Regions from separate parts of the Zea mays genome. Here region 2 is linked to region 1. The links are chromatin contacts, called in public Hi-C maps. All regions are on one chromosome and are shown on one strand. The core of a region is the stretch at or near the end of the contact, and the rest is flanking DNA. Distances in the headings are between cores, read along the strand shown. Region 1 holds the start of LOC100282879. Region 2 holds the start of LOC100193529 (Transcription factor MYB44).

Region 1 (3,188 bases), core at 184-2,683:
TCCGTAGTTCGAATCTATGCAATCAGTTTATTTTCATGATTTTTATTTGTTTTTGTTTCAGAGAGTTATTATTAGAGATAAACAGAGGTCAGCACGTGCAAAGTTATGCCGAGTGAAATTTCTTCATGAGTGTCGACTGCTGCATGAGCGTCTACTGGAATGTAGTGCTAAATTTCTAGCAGAAGAACAAGGCAATTTTACTATTGATCCTTCGTCCTTGCCTGATGCATTAGATCTTCTAGCAACATCAGACAATAGAGTACGCTTACTCATTGCTGAGGTAAACTATAAATGTTATTGTAAACTTGTTTCTTTTGATTCATAGAGGAAGAATATTGTTCACACTGGAATGCAATTTCCATGGATGTACACTCCACAGTTTTAAATATACTTTCTATTAATTCTACTACTTTTAAATTTCGATATCTGTAATCTATGCTCTGCACTGGTCTCTCCAGGCTCAACTTTTAGCACGAGATGATGAACAAGGCTCTTCTGATGATGGCGACAATTCTGATAGCATATCGTCATTAACTATGAGCTGGGAAGATGCAAAAGTTACAGATGAAGATGCAACGAAAATACTTTCTGATCTACTTATTGACAACGCGCAGCTGAGGCTGCGTCTTAATGCTGTCATCCGCAACGCTGTAAATACTGCCGTGAAGCCAGAGAAAGAAGGTAGTGGCGAGGTTCTTCCCAAAAAGACAGTCCTTAACTGGTTGTTAGACAGATGAGAACACCTATGTATATTCCTGTGATTTAGGTTTCAAACTTACGCGGCTTGACCAAAATTATATGATGAGCATACCTATATAGTGCCAGGGCAGCATCAGGATAAAAGTTTCCGGCCATGAGGGAAGAAGATCCTGGAGAAGCGTGCGTTGCTGCTGTACGGTTGTTTATTTACACATGGAAATATCGGAGGATAGTATATTTAGGCCCGTTTGGTTCAGGGCAACTAAACTTTAGTTATTTTTAGTCTCTAAAGAAGCAAACAGGGTGACTGAAAGTAGGTGACTAAAGTTTAGTCATCTAGTCACCAAATAAGTGACTAAAAGTGACTAAAGTAGGATTTTTACCTTTTACCCTCTCTCTTTATTGTCCTTGCTGTTGTCACCCTCTGATAGAGGTAATGCAGTTATTATTCACACTAATTAATACTCTTTAAACAGTTTTAGTTACTGAAACCAAATATGATATTTTAGTGATTAAACCTGACTAAAGGAACCAAACATGACCTCAGTGATCTTAGTGGGGTTGCCACATTGCATTACACTGGCGAGGGCAGTCAAAGCTTGCTGAGCTATGCAGAAGCTCGCAATTGGGCTTGGTGGACTGATGGAGATGTGCGTCACCTACGTGTACAGATTTTTCTGGCTCGCAGCTGGTGAATCTCTAGCTGGAGTGGACGGTTCAAGTGCCAATTATATATTTATTAAATTCATGGGTCTATATCTCCAAATCTAAATGGGGCCTCAAATTCTTTTATTTCGTATGTCACGGTATATCCACAATGGTGGCACAACAGAGCGTGGTCGCTACCAGGAAGATGAGGTCGTTTTTTCTAGTGTGACTCTTGGAGCAAACCATGCAGAGAGTCAAATTCGGGGCCACCTGTCGGCCAAACAGCGCACAGCAAAAGCTGCGGTGTGGACGCGCTCACGTTGCACCGACGAAAAAGGACGCACGGGAATACGTAAAAAATCCAACGTTAACGAGAGGGGAGAAGAAGAGAAATAAAGTGCGAGGTAACCGTAACCCTACCCCCTTGCGAGCACGACCCAACCCATCATCTCGCCCGTCACCCGTCAGGACCCGGACCAAACCAATCAGGCGGCTCGGGCGCGGCGGCGACACAGGGCAAGGAGGCCGGACGTTGGGGGGACCGGGGCTCGACGCCAGCCGTGGATCGCGTGCGGAGGGGGACAAGCGTCTGCCTCATGTCCCGCGACGGCGGGGAATAGGGCGACGGCGTCGGCGGCGGGGATCGGTTGCGGCGGCGTGACGAGGCGGCTGCGGCGGCGGCTCGGGAGGGAGGCGGCACCATGTCTGCGGTAGTCTGTGGCAAGAGGTCCTCCTCCATCTTCGCCGACGAGCTCCTCCCGCCGTCTCCTTCCTCCCCTCACTCCTCCCACCAGCCGGCGGCCAAGAGGTCCCGCCGCTCCCCCTCGCACCGCGGCGGCTCCGACGGACTCCGACCGGAGGCGCTCGTCGACTATCTACTTGCCCTCTTCCCCGACATGGATCCACAGGTCTGCCTCCACCGCCGCCTCACTTTATCCTCCCCCCCTCCCCTTCTATTTCCGCGTAGGTAGTGAATCACTAGATGTGGCTTTTGCATCCCTCTATGATTTACTAGTGCCACCATCTTGAGTGGTAAGCCAACGACAATTTCTTGTTCTTTGTCCGTGAATATGTGAGGCCATGTGAGGTCGGTCCTAGGAGTTTCATCGAAATTTCTTTTGTATTTAATAAGCTGCTACATAAGTTGTTTTTATTTGACAATCTTTTTAAAAAGAGGGAGAATAATTGAGTTTCTAACGATGAAACTGGCACAATTACTAACTCTATATGAGTCATGAAATCGAATGTTTACGAAAGCATATAATGAAACTTTTATGTGTTTCATTGAAGTTTCATTTTATTCTATAGAATATGCAGTATTAGAAACAACGCTATGGAACTCCCCACTGACACTGGCTTGACATTCATTTACTTCCATTGAAATGAAATGGCGGCGCCTTGGGATATGAATCTAGATGCCACTCAGTTGTCGTTGTATTACCCATTCTTATATGCTTGCTTAGATGTCTGCTGCGAAGTGCGAATGTCGAATTGTATTTTAGCATGGACTACCTCTTTTACATTCATTTTGATTTCGAGCATATTGGCACCGGGAAATGGTTTGTTTCATAGTTTCATTTACGTTAACCCGTATCTGATTTATGAACTAAGCAAAGGACGGTTGGTGAGAGATGGATGTGCTGTAGTTTCTGTGGCTCCTTTCCTTGGTAGCTATGCAAGCTGTGTATTGTAGCCAGTTTCTGTGGCTCCTTTCTTTCATAGCTATGCAAGCTGTGTATTGTAGCCAGTCTGAGCTTGTGATGTCCCCAGTAAGTACACAAAATGAATTTATTCAAAATACGAGGTTTCCTTCGTAGATTGAAATTTACCCTCCTGTTGGA
Region 2 (3,188 bases), core at 303-2,802, 200 kb after region 1:
TAGACAAAACATAAATAATATTTATATTTCAAATCAAATAAGGATCACTGGTTCGCACCGCTCTACAGCATGTCAGTTGTCAGCACCGTTGCTTTCAGCTCCACGCAGGCGTGGGGTCAGGGTCCCGTACCGTACCACGATTCCGCGGGCAAGCAGCAGCAGGGGCGCAGTGGGCGGTGAGCCGGTGACGGGCAGACGTGGGGGCGTCCATCGCCCACGACCACCGCAAACCCTCTTCCCACGAAACCGCGCCGCTTTTTAAAAGATGACAAGCAAAGTGCGCGCCAGTCTGTCTGGCCCTGGACCGGGGATATCTATCTACCTATCGCCTGCGCCCAAACCGCCGCCTTGGCCGGATCCGTCTGCCGCGGGGGGACCACCGGTCATAAGAAGCGGCGAGGAAAGGACAGGCCCAGGTCGGATACGTACCGTAGTACCGGGTGGTACACGCCTGTACGGTACACAGTCGGGGGCAGGGCCTACCCCACGTGGGGTGGCGGGCGCGATGAACTGGCGTGCGTGCACCTGCGCGTCGGCCCGCAGGGGGGGATGGATGATGGACCGACCGTTCTGTGGAGCGTGGGGGCGTGGGGCCGGCTGTGGGCGGTTCTGGTACCGGGTACGTGGACGGACGGATGAGGGCAACACGGAACACCGAACACCAGCACTCCAGCAGCGTCCCTCCTGCTTGTTCATCTCGACCGGCGGGTGGGCCCACCGGGTCACGTCGTCACCGCCGCTGCATGGGCATGGCCGCTCGTTTTCGTTTGTGCACGCAGCACGCACAGTACCGCCACGAGTCCACGGCGCGGCTTTCCACTCCCCGCCCCGCCCCGCCCGGGTAGTTTCCAGTCCACTCCACCACTAGTACTACTAGTGCTACTTCCACGCCTTTGTCGCTTTGTGGACCTCGCGTCGCGACGATGGGCGCCACAAAACGACGAAACCGATCGAATTTTATGGTCCGAGAGAAACAGCTGTCTCCGTCGTCATCCGTGCAGCGGTAGAGAGTACCTTGCGGTGTTGAACAACTGGAAAAAGCCCAGTCTGTCGAGGAGCAGAGCAGACGCCGTTAGATTACCGGGCTCGCTTCGAATCCTTTTCACCGTCCGATTCAAATCCGTCCGTTGGCCGTTACGCATCGCGACGTCGCAACGCCGGCCGCACCACACCACTACACCAGCCAGCCGTTTCCCACTCCCCCCCCCCCCCCGGTGACCCCGTCCACGTAAAAACACGGAACAGGGGATAGAGAAAGAGACACGGCTCGAATTTCGAATCCGCCGAGGCAAACCGCCGCCCCATTCCCAGTCCCCATAAAACCACCGGGTCAAAGCGCCGTACTCCCACTGATCCGCGGGCCCACTGACTCTCGACCTCCCCACATGCCATACAGCTGGAGAAAAACGACAAGCGCAGGCGGGTACGGCAGCCTGAGGTGGCTCCGGGCCTCGCGACGCGGCTGTTGGGTGCCAGCTGTGTTGCCGGTCAGGTGATCAGGTCACCGCCCGCCGCGCCGCTATAAGTACGGACCCGCCGCTCCACCGTCACTATTGCTCTCCAACCAAACCTCGTCTCGTCTTCTCTCCGCTACCACCACCACTGCTCGTTTTACAGAAACCGGAAGGAACCAAACGCCTTTCCGCCCCGGGCCGCCGCTACCCAAGCCCAGCAACCACCACTCGTTGTCGTCGACTACTAGGCGGCAAGCAGGCGTCCTGTTTTTTTTTTTTGGTCCTCGTCGTCGTCCGGACTCCGGACAGGACAGGACATGGGCGCGGAGGCGGCGGAGCGCGACAGAATCAGGGGCCCGTGGAGCCCCGAGGAGGACGAGGCGCTGCGGCGGCTGGTGGAGCGGCACGGCGCGCGCAACTGGACGGCGATCGGGCGCGGCGTCCCGGGCCGGTCGGGCAAGTCGTGCCGCCTGCGGTGGTGCAACCAGCTGTCGCCAAGGGTGGCGCGCCGCCCCTTCACGGCCGACGAGGACGCGGCCATCGCCCGCGCCCACGCCCGCCTCGGCAACCGCTGGGCCGCCATCGCGCGCCTGCTCCCCGGCCGCACCGACAACGCCGTCAAGAACCACTGGAACTGCTCCCTCAAGCGCAAGCTCGGCGCCGCCGCCGCCGCGTCCGGTTCGGCGGTTTCCGCTGACGACTCCGCCGCCGCCGCCGAGACCGAGGCGCGCCGGGGCAAGATGATGATGATGAGCATCTCGCCGCCCGACAGCCCCTCGGGGTCGGGGTCGGGGTCCGACCGTAGCGACCTCAGCAGCCACGGCGCCGGGTCCGGGTCCGGGTCCGGGTCCGGCCAGATTTACCGCCCCGTGGCCGCGCGCTCCGGCGGGTTCGAGCCGGCGGACTGCGCCATGAGCCGTCCGCAGGAGGAGGACCCGCTCACCGCCCTCAGCCTCTCGCTTCCCGGCACGGACCAGCGGTTTCACCACCACAGCGCCGCCGCCGACAGCCACTTCCAGGAGCTCCCGCCGTCGCCCTCCTCACCCGCGCCCTCGGCCTACCCGTTCAGCCCCGAGTTCGCGGCGGCGATGCAGCAGCTGATCCGCACCGAGGTGCAGCGGTACATGGCGAGCGCGGGCCTGCGCGCCGGCTGCGGCGCCGTTGGCGCGACCGACCTCTGCATGCCGCAGCTGGTGGACGGCGTCATGCGCGCTGCCGCCGAACAGGTCGGCCGGATGCAGTAGCCCCGCGCCCCCGGCGGGGGCATCAAACCGTCAGTGCTCCCAAATCGTCGTCTAGCTAGGGCGACCGCAACGCAACGGTTGTTGGAGTAGCAAACTTGGTTTTAAGGTGGAGGGAAAAATTGGCTGGGCTGAAAGCAGAAAGCCTTGTAATGTACATGAAAGAAACGGAACGGATGGCGCGCTACAATCTGAGCTCGCCATTGCCGCATATATCTGCTTTAAGAGAGCATTGCGCTGCCTTGCCTAATCGAAACGAAACGACACGAAATGTTGCCTGCAAGTTTTTGAACGTGTGGGTGAGTAAATCGCACGGTTGGGTACCAGTACTGCGAGGAAATAATAATGCAGCCAGCCAGTCAGTGCAAATCCGGCGCCTTCCATTTTCCAACGAACCCACCACATCCCGCAAGCCGACGACGATCTAGATCGCAGCACCAACGCATTTTGGCGCCGAGTTGCTGTCGCGTGACACACATCTTGGCAGCAGCAC

The links. Hi-C and Micro-C count contacts between places; a contact is called where the count stands out from the background.
Region 2: a Hi-C map of bundle sheath shows a contact between it and region 1, with 3 times the contacts expected there. The contact joins the promoter of LOC100193529 here to the promoter of LOC100282879 in region 1. A contact is called at or near these places in 5 of 25 Hi-C or Micro-C datasets (bundle sheath, ear, endosperm and 2 more).

Annotation. Positions count from the first base shown.
Region 1 is chr6:107,003,911-107,007,098 of Zm-B73-REFERENCE-NAM-5.0, forward strand. It overlaps LOC100282879, which reads left to right and starts at 1,434. Exons shown (of 5, transcript XM_034059372.2): 1 at 1,434-2,255. The coding sequence starts at 2,049. LOC103629709 (PX domain-containing protein EREL1) reads left to right here. Exons shown (of 10, transcript XM_008650820.3): 9 at 62-280; 10 at 459-1,106. The coding sequence ends at 737.
Region 2 is chr6:107,206,094-107,209,281 of Zm-B73-REFERENCE-NAM-5.0, forward strand. LOC100193529 (Transcription factor MYB44) reads left to right here and starts at 1,553. Exons shown (of 1, transcript NM_001138640.2): 1 at 1,553-2,976. The coding sequence starts at 1,772. The coding sequence ends at 2,698.